Regions from separate parts of the Sus scrofa genome. Here region 2 is linked to region 1. Evidence: chromatin contacts called from public HiChIP or PLAC-seq data. All regions are on one chromosome and are shown on one strand. Each heading gives the region's core, a stretch centred on a gene start, on an enhancer-like site or on the middle of the called end of the contact. The rest is flanking DNA. Distances are from core to core; before and after follow the strand shown. Region 1 overlaps ARHGDIB (Rho GDP dissociation inhibitor beta). Region 2 has its middle 110 kb from the start of ATF7IP.

Region 1 (3,283 bases), core at 265-2,764:
TTGTACTTAACCATCCATCTCTTCCACATACACAATGGCAGACTAAGACATGGCCTAAAGATATGCATGGGCCATGCTCAACCATCGGAGTACCTTACCCATAACCACTCAGGCAATGTTTGCTATTGATGATTAAAATGGACCTACAAGCCCTGGAAGCAGAAATAGCATCACTGGAATTAACAAAAATCACTAAGATCAAGCATGGTGAATCTGCCACTTCCTTTTCTATTTCTTCTCCAGACAGAGATGTCCCTTTTCCTTTTCTCTCTCTCTATTCTATTTGAAATGGGTGCGCGCGCGCGCGCACACACACACACACACACACACACACAGTGTATATGCCTCTTCTCTGTGCTCACATTCCCTTTTGAACCCTGCAGACCCTTCGGCCCCCAATGTCACTGTCACCCGCCTCACCCTGGTTTGTGAAAGTGCCCCAGGACCGATCACCATGGACCTCACGGGTAAGTGGACACATCTGTTCTGTTCAGCGGGGCCTAATGGTATCACTGGGAAAATTTGGCCTTTGTCCCCTGTCCCCACAAAAGCAAACCCCAGTAAGGTGATTTCTAATAAGTTCTCTTGGGACTGGTTCACAGGTCATTGCTCTCAGAGTACACAATATTTATCGTGCTTAATGAAAAGCCCAACCTCTGTCTCTATTTCACGGAAAAATGAGCTGGCATAAGTACTTGAATCATATTTCCTTCAGATTTTTATCATCACATGATAGCAGAAAACTGATCATTCATGTAAAAAGACTGCTGATGGAAATACTAAAGAGCAAGCTGTGTGCCTCTGATATTGTAATATTTATACAATCTAAACACCAGAGAAAATATTGATTTTTTTTTTTTTTTTGCCATTTCTTGGGCCGCTTCTATGGCACATGAAGGTTCCAGGCTAGCGGTCCAATTGGAGCTGTAGCCACCGGCCTACACCACAGCCACAGCAATGCTAGATCTTTAACCCACTGAGTGAGGCCAGGGATCGAACCCGCAACCTCATGGTTCATAGTTGGATTTGTTAACCACTGAACCATGATGGGAACTCCAAAAATATTGATCTTATATCAGCTATAGAACTTACCTGAAGGCAAGAAGCAGTCTAAGACCTCCTGAGGAATGCCAGGAATTCCACTGTTAAATGCTTATTAGTTTAGCTTAAAGCTCTGATTCTTTTAGAGAAGCAAATTCTGCCACAAAAGATGGGCAAGTTAAGATGTTATTCTCTTTCACTTTCTTGTGACAAGGGTCAAGTTCTCTCCTGAGACATAGGTCTGGAGGAGAATAAGGAAAGGCTGAGAATGTGGCTGTTGAGGGAGAAATGGGCAACGGAAAGGGATGAGAAAAGAGCCACTGAGCTAGAGGTTGGAAGCCTCAAAGGCAGGTTTTTAGTGAAAAAAGAAAACATTATTACCAGATTCAAAAACTGGACCCATGAGACAGAGCAAAGCGTGACTCTAGAACAGCAGGCTTGACAGTGAGTTGGTTCTGCTCTCACAGGATGCAGCCATGCTTTACCTTATACGGGCTTTTTTGTCACAGGGAGGAAATTGGAGGCTGAGAAGACATACTTCCTGTTCAACTGAAATCACTAGTTCAGGCTCACAAACTCAACCACCCCCACATTCTAGCATTTCTCCAGGAGAGAACTCCCTCCCTCTCTCTCACGGTGCTCTTGGACCTCTTCCTGTGTGAAATTGCATGTCGTTATCATTTTGCATGGTCAGGTCTGAATTAGCACTAAGGAAATCTGTTCTGTTCAGAAGGGCTGGATGAAATTGCCAGAAATGCTTGGTCTCTGTCCCTTGTCCCAGCAGTAAGAAATACAAATTTCATTTTCTGTCACACACAAAAAAAGCTATTGAGTTCCCATTGTGGCTCAATGGTAAAGAACCTGGCTGGTATCCATGAAGATGTGGGTTCGATCCCAGGCCTCACTCAGTGGGTTAAGGATCTGGCGTTGCCATGAGCTGCAGTATAGGTCGCAGACTCAGCTTGGATCCCACATTGCTATGGCTGTGGCAGAGAATTCCACTCCTAGCCTGGGAACTTCCCTATGCTGCAGGTGTAGCCCTAAAAAAGACAAAAAAAAAAAAAGCTGTTGAGATGAATCCCAGGTAATTACATAGCATGTTGGTACCAGCTCTGTGTTTGAAGCATCTACATAGACATGTACAAAACACACACACACACAGTCACTCCAAATGTCAAATTACACAGGGTCACATTGGGAGAGGAACAGAGAAAAATCACCTCTCTAACCAGGGAACAGCAATGAGGGGCAGATCTCAGTGTTACAGAGCCTAAAGCTTTTATCACTTCAGGGACTTTCCTTAAGAAAAATGACATGAACTTGCAAACCCAAAAGCGAAATTAAATACCAACGTAATTATTTACTTAGAAAGATAAAAAGGGAACCACTTGGAAAAAAGACTTGTGGCTGCCTGATGGGAGGGGGAGGGAGTGGGAGGGATCGGGAGCTTGGGCTTATCAGACACAACTTAGAATAGATTTACAAGCAGATCCTGCTGAGTAGCATTGAGAACTTTGTCTAGATACTCATGTTGCAACAGAACAAAGGGTGGGGAAAAAATGTAATGTATACATGTAAGGATAACTTGATCCCCTTGCTGTACAGTGGGAAAATAAAATAAAATTAAATTAAAAAAAAAGGGAACCAAAGGAGACCACTATTAAAAGCTAGAAAACATCATAAAGGTTAACAAACCTATAAAAACTGAGTAAGCTGTTACTCTTATACAACGTTTTTCCTTATATGTCTCTGTTTGAGGGGTGGGGGCAGTCTTTAATCACAATATCTTGCATATTCTTAGGGTTGCAGTCAAATGTGGGGAAAAGCTCAGTCATATGTCTTTCATTTCTAGCTGTAAGATTTCAGGCATTTCAAACGTGTGTGTGTTTGTGTGTTTGTTTGTTTGTTTGTTTGTTTGTTGTCTTTTTAGGGCCTCACCAGAGGCATATGGAGTTTCCCAGGCTAGGGGTCGAATCAGAGCTGTAGCTGCCGGCCTACACCACAGCCACAGCATCTGCGACCTACACCACAGCTCCTGGCAATGGTGGACCCTTAACCCACTAAGCAAGGCCAGGGATCAGAACCTGTATCCTCTTGGATGGTAGTCAGGTTCGTTTCCACTGAGCAGCGACAGGAACTCCTCAAATGTGTGTTTGTGTAGCAACTAATCTCAAACACTCTTACTCAAGGGCCATATGGACCATGGTGCTCCGAGGGGCCAGCAAATGGCTCTGGAGCTTAA
Region 2 (3,283 bases), core at 583-3,082, 670 kb after region 1:
CAATGGCAGCACTATTTTGGGTGAGATAATTTGTTTGTTGCAGGAGGCTATTTTGTGCATTGTAGGATGTTTGGCTGCACACCTGACCTCTACCCACTAGACACCAGTAGTGACAACTAAAACTATTTCCATACATTGCCAAATATCCTCTGGGGGTCAAAATTGCCTTGGTTAAACACTGGAACAGAACATGCTGTGTCTGCCCTCTTTCTGCTTGCTATTCCTTCTGCATGGGGTGACCTTCCTCCTGTGATCATCCTGGCAAACACTTCTCATCTTTCAGTGTCTCAGTCCTTTCCTTGGTGAAGTCTTGTATGACTCCCAAGATGGAGTTAAGTGAGCTGGCCTTCCCAGTACAGAGCAACTTGCTGTATTAGAGCAAGATCCAACTGGGAGTTCCCGTCGTGGTGCAGTGGTTAACGAATCCGACTAGGAACCATGAGGTTGCGGGTTCCATCCCTGCCCTTGCTCAGCAGGTTGATGATCCGGCGTTGCCATGAGCTGTGGTGTAGGTTGCAGACGCGGCTTGGATCTCGCGTTGCTGTGGCTCTGGCGTAGGCTGGTAGCTACAGCTCCGATTAGACCCCTAGCCTGGGAACCTCTATGTGCCGCGGAAGCGGCCCAAGAAATGGCAAAAAGACAAAAAAAAAAAAAAAAAAAATCCAACGGTATTCTAATTTGTTGGGTTTGCCTATCTCTTTGGCAGAATGAGGGTTTAGAGGGCCAGACTGTGCTTAGTCTGAAATACTGACAATATCTGTCTGAATCTTTAAGACTTTATAAGTTTGAATGTTGGGCATGATTAAAGCAGTTTAGAAATGACATTTAAAAGCAAATTAGGAGTTCCCGTTGTGGCTCAGTTGTTAACAAATCCGACTAGGAATCTTGAGGTTGTGGGTTCAATCCCTGGCCTTGCTCAGTGGGTTAAGGATCCGGCATTGCCATGAGCTGTGGTGTAGGTTGCAGACGCAGCTCGGATCTGGTGTTGCTGTGGCTCTGGCGTAGGCCAGCAGCTACAGCTCCTATTAGATCCCTAGCCTGGGAACCTCCACATGCCGTGGGTGCGGCCCTAGAAAATTTAAAAAGACGAAAATAATAATAATAATAAAAATCAAAGCAAATTAACTTTTTTCTCGTAGCTGATGTTATGTCTATGATATTCTGGTTGTAGTTTGTCACTGTGTCTGAAATGATGCTTTATATATATTTTATGAATAAAAGTTATTAAACTTGCTTTTAAGCACAGTTTATAGATTTTCTTATATATCTACAACCCAAGCTTTAAAAAGTTAATAATTTATGCAAATTTTATAAAGATATTATATAATATTTTATATTTATAGATATATGTCTCTTGGATTTGAGGAATTTTTTTTTGTCTTTTTAGGGTCACACCCCTGGCATATGGAAGTTCCCAGGCTAGAGGTTGAATCAGAGCTACAAGCGGCCAGCCTACTCCACAGCCATAGCAACAAGGGATCTGAGCCATGTCTGCAACCTACATCACAGCTCACGGCAATGCTAGATCCTTAATTCACTGAGCAAAGCCAGGGATTGAACCCACATCCTCACAGATACTAGTCAGGCTTGTTACCGCTGAACTGCAATGGGACCTTCCGAATTTGAGGAGTTTTATCAGTTAAGTCCTGGGATATATGTACTTTTGTGAATAATCACCTTCCTAGAGCCATGCTGTTATTTGATAATAGTTAAGTATTTCTGCATTTCGTTATTTAGGACTAACGGTTCATTTAATAGGTTATTCCCATTTAGGAAGTTAGCAGTGACAGTTGTGGAAAATACCTTAAACATTTCTAAATAGTGCTATACTTTACCAATGCTGCCATCTCCTGGATGCATTCATGCACTGTAGCAATCAAAGAAGCTTACAGTTCATATACAGTGGTTTCCAAAAGGAATGTGGCATGTGGATTTAAAAAGTTTTCATTTTCTCTTTTTCTTTTGTTGTGTTTAGTTTGAAAAGACTTGGATATTTATATATTTCCTAACAACCTCCTGCTGGAGTCAGAATGGTGTAGTACTAGAGTGTAAAATGGATGTACTAAATATTTTAATTTTGTCCCTCTAGATTTATTATCCATTCTTCTCTGCTCTACTTTGTGTCCCAGGAGGTAGAGACTGATCTATATGGACTGTATCAATAAAATTCCTTGACTTTTAACTTCTGATTGAATCTGGGCAATAGGAAGCATTCAAAGACAATCAAAGAGAGAGAAGAGAGTAAAGCTGAGGTGTTCATTTCCCCCCACTCCTCTTCCTATGAGGTCACAGGGCTCTACTCCTTAACTGAAAGTCGTATTTTCTGGCAAGGAGCCTTACCGAAGTATCTCCCTCTATCTAAAGGAAGTAGTAATCACTTTGTCCTCTGTCCTTTATGACCAAGGACGGTAACAGTAGCTATGTGTTGTGAAACCTAGAGCCCTTCACTATTCCCTGTGGTCACCCAACATTCTGCCCAACATTTTGAAAATGATCCTTTTATTAACTATTCATTAAATCACTCCAGCTTGAGTATATTCCCTGCTAGTCTTCTGAAAAAAACAACAGGAACAGTAGGCGTTATCCATAGATAAGGGTTAACTAAATTAAGACCTGATTAGTTCTTAAACAGTGTTGGAGAAAAGAGATAAAGATGAAAGCAGTTAGGGAGTTCCTGTCATGGCTCAGTGGTTAACGAATCTGACTAGGAACCACAAGGTTCCGGGTTCCATCCCTGGCCTTGCTCAGTAGGTTAAGGATCTGGTGTTGCCGTGAGCTGTGGTGTAGGTTGCAGACGCGGCTGGGATCCCACGTTGCTGTGGCCCTGGTGTAGGCTGGCAGCTACAGCTCCGATTCGACCCCTAGCCTGGGAACCTCCATATACTGTGGGTGTGGGCCTAGGGGGAAAAAAAAAAAAGATGAAAGCAGTTAGAAAGAGAAGGATAATGATGGAGGCCAAAGATTATCCGATATTAGAATAATTGCTATTCTTTTAGTGGTTAGAAGCATCCCACCCCCCACCCAAATGGAATACTTGTATTGAATATCTTTATAGGAAAGATTCAGATGTAAAAGAAGAAAAATTTCTTGATAAAAAGGAATAGCTAAATCATCAGATCAAAACTTTACACAATATCAGAAAAATTGATATAGATAGAATGATCAACAATAAGACATGAGAAAAAAAATCATCTTTAAGCAAACAGCTCCCCTCTGAAGTTCCCTGAAAGGAGCAAAAAGAGGGTTTATACTAATATTTAATTCCAGAAGGCATCAAGATTTA

The links. HiChIP or PLAC-seq counts read pairs in DNA pulled down with a chosen protein or histone mark.
Region 2: a contact with region 1 is called in an H3K27ac HiChIP or PLAC-seq map of alveolar macrophages. The contact joins two enhancer-like sites. A contact is called at or near these places in 1 of 5 promoter capture datasets (fetal liver) and 1 of 2 datasets of contacts at active chromatin or transcription factors (alveolar macrophages).

The regions. Positions count from the first base shown.
Region 1 is chr5:57,587,152-57,590,434 of Sscrofa11.1, forward strand. ARHGDIB (Rho GDP dissociation inhibitor beta) reads left to right here. Exons shown (of 6, transcript NM_001244240.1): 3 at 384-467. Among named protein-coding and RNA genes, the nearest start is that of ERP27, 11 kb to the right of the region's middle. Within about 2 kb of position 1,515, at least 13 of the 83 cell types and tissues checked have an H3K27ac peak or open chromatin away from gene starts, as enhancers often do. A contact at or near this core is called in alveolar macrophages, where this site is marked.
Region 2 is chr5:58,260,254-58,263,536 of Sscrofa11.1, forward strand. No RefSeq gene overlaps it. Among named protein-coding and RNA genes, the nearest start is that of ATF7IP, 110 kb to the left of the region's middle. Within about 2 kb of position 1,833, at least 4 of the 83 cell types and tissues checked have an H3K27ac peak or open chromatin away from gene starts, as enhancers often do. A contact at or near this core is called in alveolar macrophages, where this site is marked.